Linked DNA regions of Mus musculus: region 2 is linked to region 1. Evidence: chromatin contacts called from public HiChIP or PLAC-seq data. All regions are on one chromosome and are shown on one strand. The core of a region is the stretch at or near the end of the contact, and the rest is flanking DNA. Distances in the headings are between cores, read along the strand shown.

The links. HiChIP or PLAC-seq counts read pairs in DNA pulled down with a chosen protein or histone mark.
Region 2: a contact with region 1 is called in an H3K27ac HiChIP or PLAC-seq map of neural progenitor cells, with 8 times the contacts expected there. The contact joins the enhancer-like site here to the promoter of Dbx2 in region 1. A contact is called at or near these places in 2 of 39 promoter capture datasets (hippocampal neurons and macrophages), 1 of 15 datasets of contacts at CTCF or cohesin (the G1E-ER4 cell line), 4 of 484 Hi-C or Micro-C datasets (brain, cerebral cortex, forebrain and 1 more), 5 of 115 datasets of contacts at active chromatin or transcription factors (astrocytes, embryonic midbrain, embryonic stem cells and 1 more) and 2 of 9 other capture datasets (embryonic stem cells and macrophages).

Annotation. Positions count from the first base shown.
Region 1 is chr15:95,653,486-95,656,721 of GRCm38.p6, forward strand. It overlaps Dbx2 (developing brain homeobox 2), which reads right to left and starts at 1,286. Exons shown (of 4, transcript NM_207533.2): 1 at 755-1,286. The coding sequence starts at 1,277. It overlaps Gm31690 (predicted gene, 31690), which reads left to right and starts at 991. Exons shown (of 3, transcript NR_168499.1): 1 at 991-1,171.
Region 2 is chr15:95,690,226-95,693,422 of GRCm38.p6, forward strand. No RefSeq gene overlaps it. Among named protein-coding and RNA genes, the nearest start is that of Dbx2, 37 kb to the left of the region's middle. Within about 2 kb of position 1,271, at least 25 of the 459 cell types and tissues checked have an H3K27ac peak or open chromatin away from gene starts, as enhancers often do. A contact at or near this core is called in cerebral cortex, forebrain and neural progenitor cells, where this site is marked.

The DNA.
Region 1 (3,236 bases), core at 36-2,535:
CATTTGTCAGCTATCTCAGCCTGATGCAAGCGTAGGCCTTGATTACTTTACACCTTAGTGTACACCAAACTGTGAAAGCAAGGAAAGTCCAAAGTTTGCGCAACTCTTTTTCAAATCATTAGAGCCCTATCAAACCAGCGGCGAGGTCTCCGCCAGCAAAGTCCGCAGCACCACCCTGCCAGCAACTTTCCCGCAGAAGAGAGGATGCTAACTTTGGAAACAGGAGCCAGTCAGCTAGAAACCTCAAATCCCCCACCCCCTACCCCCCACCCACCACCCCCCAGCTAACCCGCTGTGATCAAACTGCCCAGGTAGCCCAGTCAACCTGTTGAGGGAGGATGCTAGGAAGGAGTGCGGGATGGGATGGGGTGGAGAGGAAAGGAATCAGAACTAGTGTCCAGAAACGGCATCTGCACCCCAGTTCAGTCCTCTGCAGTGGGCCACCCAGGTCAGCACTCGTGCTGTGAGGGGCTCACAGGTGGGGACTGTGCTGGCAACAGGGCTCTCTCTGGACTGAGGACCACCTGAAAGCAAGGCTTCCCTGGGCTGAGGCTTTCCCAGACTGAGGATCCCCTAGACTGAAGTTCGCCTGGGCTGCGCCTCCTCTAGATCAGATCGAGGCTCCCCAGGGCTAAGGCTTCCCTGGACTGAAGTTCCCCTGGTTCAGGGCTCCCCTGAACTGAGGCTCCCCTTGGTCCAGGTTCTCCAGAACTAAGGGTCTCCTGGGCCGAGGTTCCCCTCGACCAAAGCTCACCTGGGGCTGAGGGCTGGAAGGCACTGTCCCGCTCCCCCGGAGCCCGGCCAGGGGGCATCTGGAAGGCCCAGCGCACACCAAAGGGTCCGGCCGGGCACAGCTTGAGCGGCACTGGGCTGGCAGGCAGTGGCCGCAGCTGCGGACACTCAGGACCGGGCGCTGGGCGTGGGGGCGGGGGTGCGTGCGTGGGCCCGGCCCCTGCGCGCAGCAAGTTCTCGATCAGGAAACTCTTGCCCAGACTGCCAAAGCCGGGCGCAGGAAGGCCGAAGAGTGCTGAGGACGCCACCACATCCCAGTAGGCTCCGGCCTGGGCGGCCACAGCGCTGGGCAGCATGGTGCGCGCCCGCTGCCCGGGGAGCCGTGGAGAGCGAGTGCGAAGGGACAGGGACAGGGCGCGGACAGGATCGGGGCTGAGGGGTGAGTCCTTGGCCCTCAGCGGCTCCTCTGGCAGCGTCCGGGAACGGTCTGCAGATCCGGACAGGGTTTTCAGGACTGGGATGGAAGGTGTGTCCGGCCCATCCATTCATGTCATCCTGCCCACAAAGTGACAGATGCGGCCAACAATGAAGGCAATGAGAGTCTGGGCTCCAGCGAGGGGAGGGGACTCTTGCTGAGGAGGTGGGCGTGGAGGGGACGGAAAAGGGGCGCTGCCACTCTGCCTGCCAAGCCTTGACCCTGCTGCTGGAGTCCTGGGCCCTCTGGTTTTGGTTATCATGAGCTCCAGGGTACATGTACTTGGTCGCTGAAGCGTGGTTGTCATCAGGGAGACTCGAAAACGTTGATATTAGTACCAGTGATAACTCATTTTGCAGGTTTTATGGGCGCCTCTGTTTTAAGAAGAAAGGAAATGTGTTTTTCTTGGCTATTTGGCAAAACTCCGTTTCCAGTGAATCATCTCAGGTTTTATAAGATCTGTTTTAAGGATTCTGGAGGAAGGTGGCCACACCTGCAGTCTAGAAGAGATGATGTAATCGGTTTTGATCTAAAGAAGCAGCGCTTGGGGCTGAAGAGGTGGCTCAGTGGTTAGCTATGCTTGCTGCTCTTAATAGAGGACCTGAGTTCGCTTACAAGCACCCAGCTCACAACCCACTGAAACTCCAGCTCCACCGTATTAGATGTCTTCTTCTGGCATCCACAGGCACCTACAAGTGTGCATGCCTACAAAGGGACGTCTTTTCCTTCTTTCTTTCTTTTTCTTTTTCTTCTTTTTTTTTAATCTTATTCCCTAACTAATGCCAGTGGGAGACTGGGCAAACAAAAAGCATATTGGAGGGGTGGGGTAAAGAGGAAGGGAGAAAAAGGGAGAGGGCGAGGGGGAGGGAGGGGGAGGCAGGCCTTTAACTACAAGGCTTTAAAAACTTCCCATTTTGGAAACTATCGATGGAGTGTTAAAACTGTGATTCCAATTAACACTTACTCTCCTTCCCTAATTTAGACAGATTTATTTAGGATAAGACTTCATTAGAGTATCTGCAAAGTTGGAGTCAAATGTATAGTTCTACTCCTTGCCCCTAAAAATAAGTTGGGCTTGGTTTCCATTTACTTAAATGCCTATTTTGAGTTGCCGGGTTAGAAAGCTAAATGTCCTTCTTTGGGGGATCATCGAGATGGTTCAGTTGATAGAAGCAGTTGCCACCAAGCCGAGTGACCTAAGTTTGATCTCTAGAATCCACGTGGTTGGAGAGAACTGGCTTCCAAACATTGTCCTCTGGCTTCCTCACACACACCACCCACCCCACCCCCACCCACCACACACACCACACACACACACACACACACCACACACACCACAAGTACAATTTGTTGCTATTGTTTCAATTCATCTCAATGAGTTGGTTACTTTACTGACACCGAATAAATACTGTACTTATTATAAAGATCCCTTCTCAAAGATCACCTCCAATAGCCAAACCCAAGAAGTTGTTGCCGTTTCTTTCTGATACAATAGACAGCTTTATCACCATGGTACCTGAGCAGAATTATTTGCAAGGCTGGTACGTACCATCAATATACATTCACTTATTGATGTAACCAGCAGACCTTCATGGGATATTTAATGTATTGAAGGCAGTGGTTCTAGGAACATGGAGAAAAGATCTAGTCTTTGCCCTGTAGGAACTCTCAGCCTAGTGGCAATAGAAAAGCAATGTCTGTGGGGGGATTTCACACTGAGGGGACTATATGAGGTAGAGCCTTCTGGAAGTCTCCCCAGAACTGAGACTCCGACATCACTACAGTAGTATTTGAAGGGAGCATGCAGAGTTGTAACTATTGAGATGAGTGGTGGAAGAGGTTAGATGCCACTTTCATTCCTTCCTGGTATCTTCCATCCTGGTTGTACCAGGCATGGTAGCATATGCTTTACCCACGTTAGCTCATTTACACTGTCTTCCCAGTACCGTTGGGGTGGTACTGTCACTTAGCCCAGCGTTGCCAGAGTAGGATGGAAACAAAACTATACTAAGGCTGTGAGCTAAATCAC
Region 2 (3,197 bases), core at 21-2,520, 37 kb after region 1:
CTAAGGTGTGGGGGAGGGGGAGCTAAACAGAAACGATCTGCATCCTGACGGTTTAGAAAACTTTAAAAAAAATTTTTTTTTTTTTTGGTTTGGCGCTGATGGGTGTGAAGAATTAAAACCTGCACACCCTGCAAAGGATGACTGTCACGTTCACACGAATGCTTCTGGAGGTCCCCAAACACTCATATTCACCTCTTCTGTTTGTTTGTTTGTCTGTTTGTTCTGCCATTTGTGTCTGATTTGTTCGGTTTGCCTTCTTGGTCTTTGCCTTTTGTGACAGCGTCGCGATCTATGGCCCAGGCAGCCCTCAAATTTTCACCAATTATCTTGACTCAGCTCTCTAAGAGCTGAGGTCACAGACATGCGTCACTACCCAGCACATTGATCTCTTCACGAAGCTCACTGCCTTTCCATGGCACACGGAATTTGGGCTAACTGGGTTTTTGAGGACCTGTGCGAAGTACCTACTTTCCTGTATTTCATGGGACTCCAGGGGATTTTGTAAGTTGAGGTCCAAGAGTTATACAATGTATTTTGAAAGGAAACAATATATACATTTAATCATTGCTTGGTTTGGTTCCTTTTCACTTAAATTATTTTTCATACAATTCTTATATTTCCTAAATTACCTCCCTAAGCTTTAAATTGTAACACATATTTAGGAAATTAATTTTCTAGTTATACTTCTAGCATATGCCAGTATTGATCACCGGGTTCAAATTTAAAGTGCCATATCATGTCTTAGAATTTAAATCCATGTTAAACAATGCCCTTGGCTTTCCTTTCCCCCGTGGTATTCGCATTCCTATCCTGGGATTTAAAACAGTATGTCTTAATAGAACATCTGCTTCATGCTAGAAACCAAAGTTAAGAAAGTCCAATGAGTTCATTTTAAAAAAAAGAAAAAAACTTGGAGGGAAAAAATGCACTTTTTACCAAGTTCATTTAAGAGAAAAATCAAAGTTTGCCTTTAAAGAGAGAAAGAGCCATAGCTCGAGTTGAGCCTTTGCCTGGGTGCCAGATGACACTAAGAAGTCATTGTCCTTCCTCGCTCAGGCATAAAGACCCGAAACCCTTTTTCTTTTCTGACTGTTGCCTTAACCGTAATACTCTTCTCAGACAGCAAGATACCTGAATGTCAAAACATTTATCTATTGCTAATACAGGCTCATTTCATGTGAGTGCCTGCCAGGCAGGAACTAGGCTGTCAGCTCCATCCCGTCAAGAAAAGACTTTCAGTCCCAAGGACTGAGTGAGGGCAGGTTCCAATTGTTAAGTCATTCTTGCTTGAACTGAATTTTAAAGTCAGACTCCTGCTGTTAGAGAATGGAGCTCAAAGAGGTTATTTAGCAACTCGAAATGCAATACTCTCGGCTATAGATTTCTGTTCTTGTTATTTATTTATTTTTAAATCTGCGTACTGAAGGAAACTCCAAGCAGCGAATTATTTGTAAGGGTAACCAACACAGCATAATGGTCCTTGTTTTGGTGCGCTCTCTTTGTAGTGATTTATTAAGGGAGACTGAAAGGGGCTGATTAAAATGCATAAACAGTCCGAACAGTAAACAACCATGTCTAAGGATGGAAAAATGGGACCCACATGCTGTGCATGGAAATTGCCCTTAACAACATGGCCTGTTGTTGAACAGATAGGAAGCCAAAGGTTGCCTGTAATCAAATTTGAAGTTTCCCATCACTTATAAAAGCAACACTTCCTCGTGCAAACGTTTCAATTTGTTGTCATTAAAAACTGCTTCCTGGCGCAAGCCTTCCAGAAACTAGGAGGGTTTTGTTTTGTTTTTTGGGGTTTTTGTTTGTTTGTTTGTTTGCTTGCTTGTTTTGTTTTGTTTTGTTTTGACTGTCAGGTGCATAGAAAAATTCACACCGGGAGCACACTAGACCATACAAAGTGAAGCCAAGCTTGTCTACTGAAGGTCAAGTAAAATCTACAGAGTCGGTAGAAGCAAAGGAAAGCAGAATGAGAGCTCAAGATAATTATTTGCTTTCTATTTCATCTGAATGGGAGGGAGGAGACACTTGATAGGTTGGCTGCATGCTCAAATCCCTTCTTTCCCATTATTCAAAATTCAAACAAAAGTCACATAAAATTTAAGAAAAGAAACTGCAGTAAACCAAAGAACTGGCTTTGTCCAGTATGAATCAAGTGCATGAAAAAAAAAAAAAACCCTACTCAAAAGGAAAAATTTAATTAGTAATATGAATTGTCTGGTGGGCTGTTAAATGGATACAGATATGGGCACTATCATAGAGTAATTACTATTTAAATTCATGTTTCTGAAGATGATTGGTTGCTGATTCGGCTGACAAAATGATTAACTGACAAAATGCTAAGTCATGTTTACTCTTTCACAGCACGGATATAATATAGTAGAGTACTGATAAAATAAATTAAGAAAATTTGAATAACTCTTAAAATATTAATTCTGGGGTTGAAGAGATGGCTCAGTGGTTAAGAAAGCTCGCGACTCTTCCAGAGGACGGGAGTTCAATCCCCAGAACCCACTTTTGGGTAGCTCACAACCACTTTCAACTGCAGTTCCAGGGAATCTGGCTCTGTCTATATGGCTTCCACGTGCACCTGCACTCACATGTGCACATACACAGACACACAAATACAGATAAAGCATTAAAAAGTAATAAGTAAACTAATTCTAATTCCTTGAGCATTTTAAAATGTTCTAATGTGATTTTTTTTCAAGGGAATTAAAATGAACATAGAAGTCACTACCTCCCTCCTCCCAACCAAGTTAAAAATCCTCCAGAAAGCTGCTCTTATGCAGTAGTCTGGCCTCTTGTGTTTCTGAATAATAAATAACACTGTAAAAGCTAGCCTCTCGCCACATCTCTATGGCGTTGTGATTTTTTTTTTTTTTGGTGAGACATTTCTAGATTATTGGAGAGTGAACAGTTTCCATTTAACTGCAAACTGCTCCTCAGGAAGATCTTCCAAGCCTGTCGTGGAGATACACCCCTGTGATCGCAGCACTTGGGAAACTGAGACACCAGGATTATGAGTTTAAGGCCAACCTGAGCTTTACAGCAAGACTCTGTCTCAAAACCAAACAAAGAAAAACTGGGAAAGTCTTACCCGTGTCCATTCTACCAGAAGGGAACCAGCATTTGATCCAGGCCAACTTAGTAAGCACCTAACTGTATGGGTGTGTTCTTGATGCAAG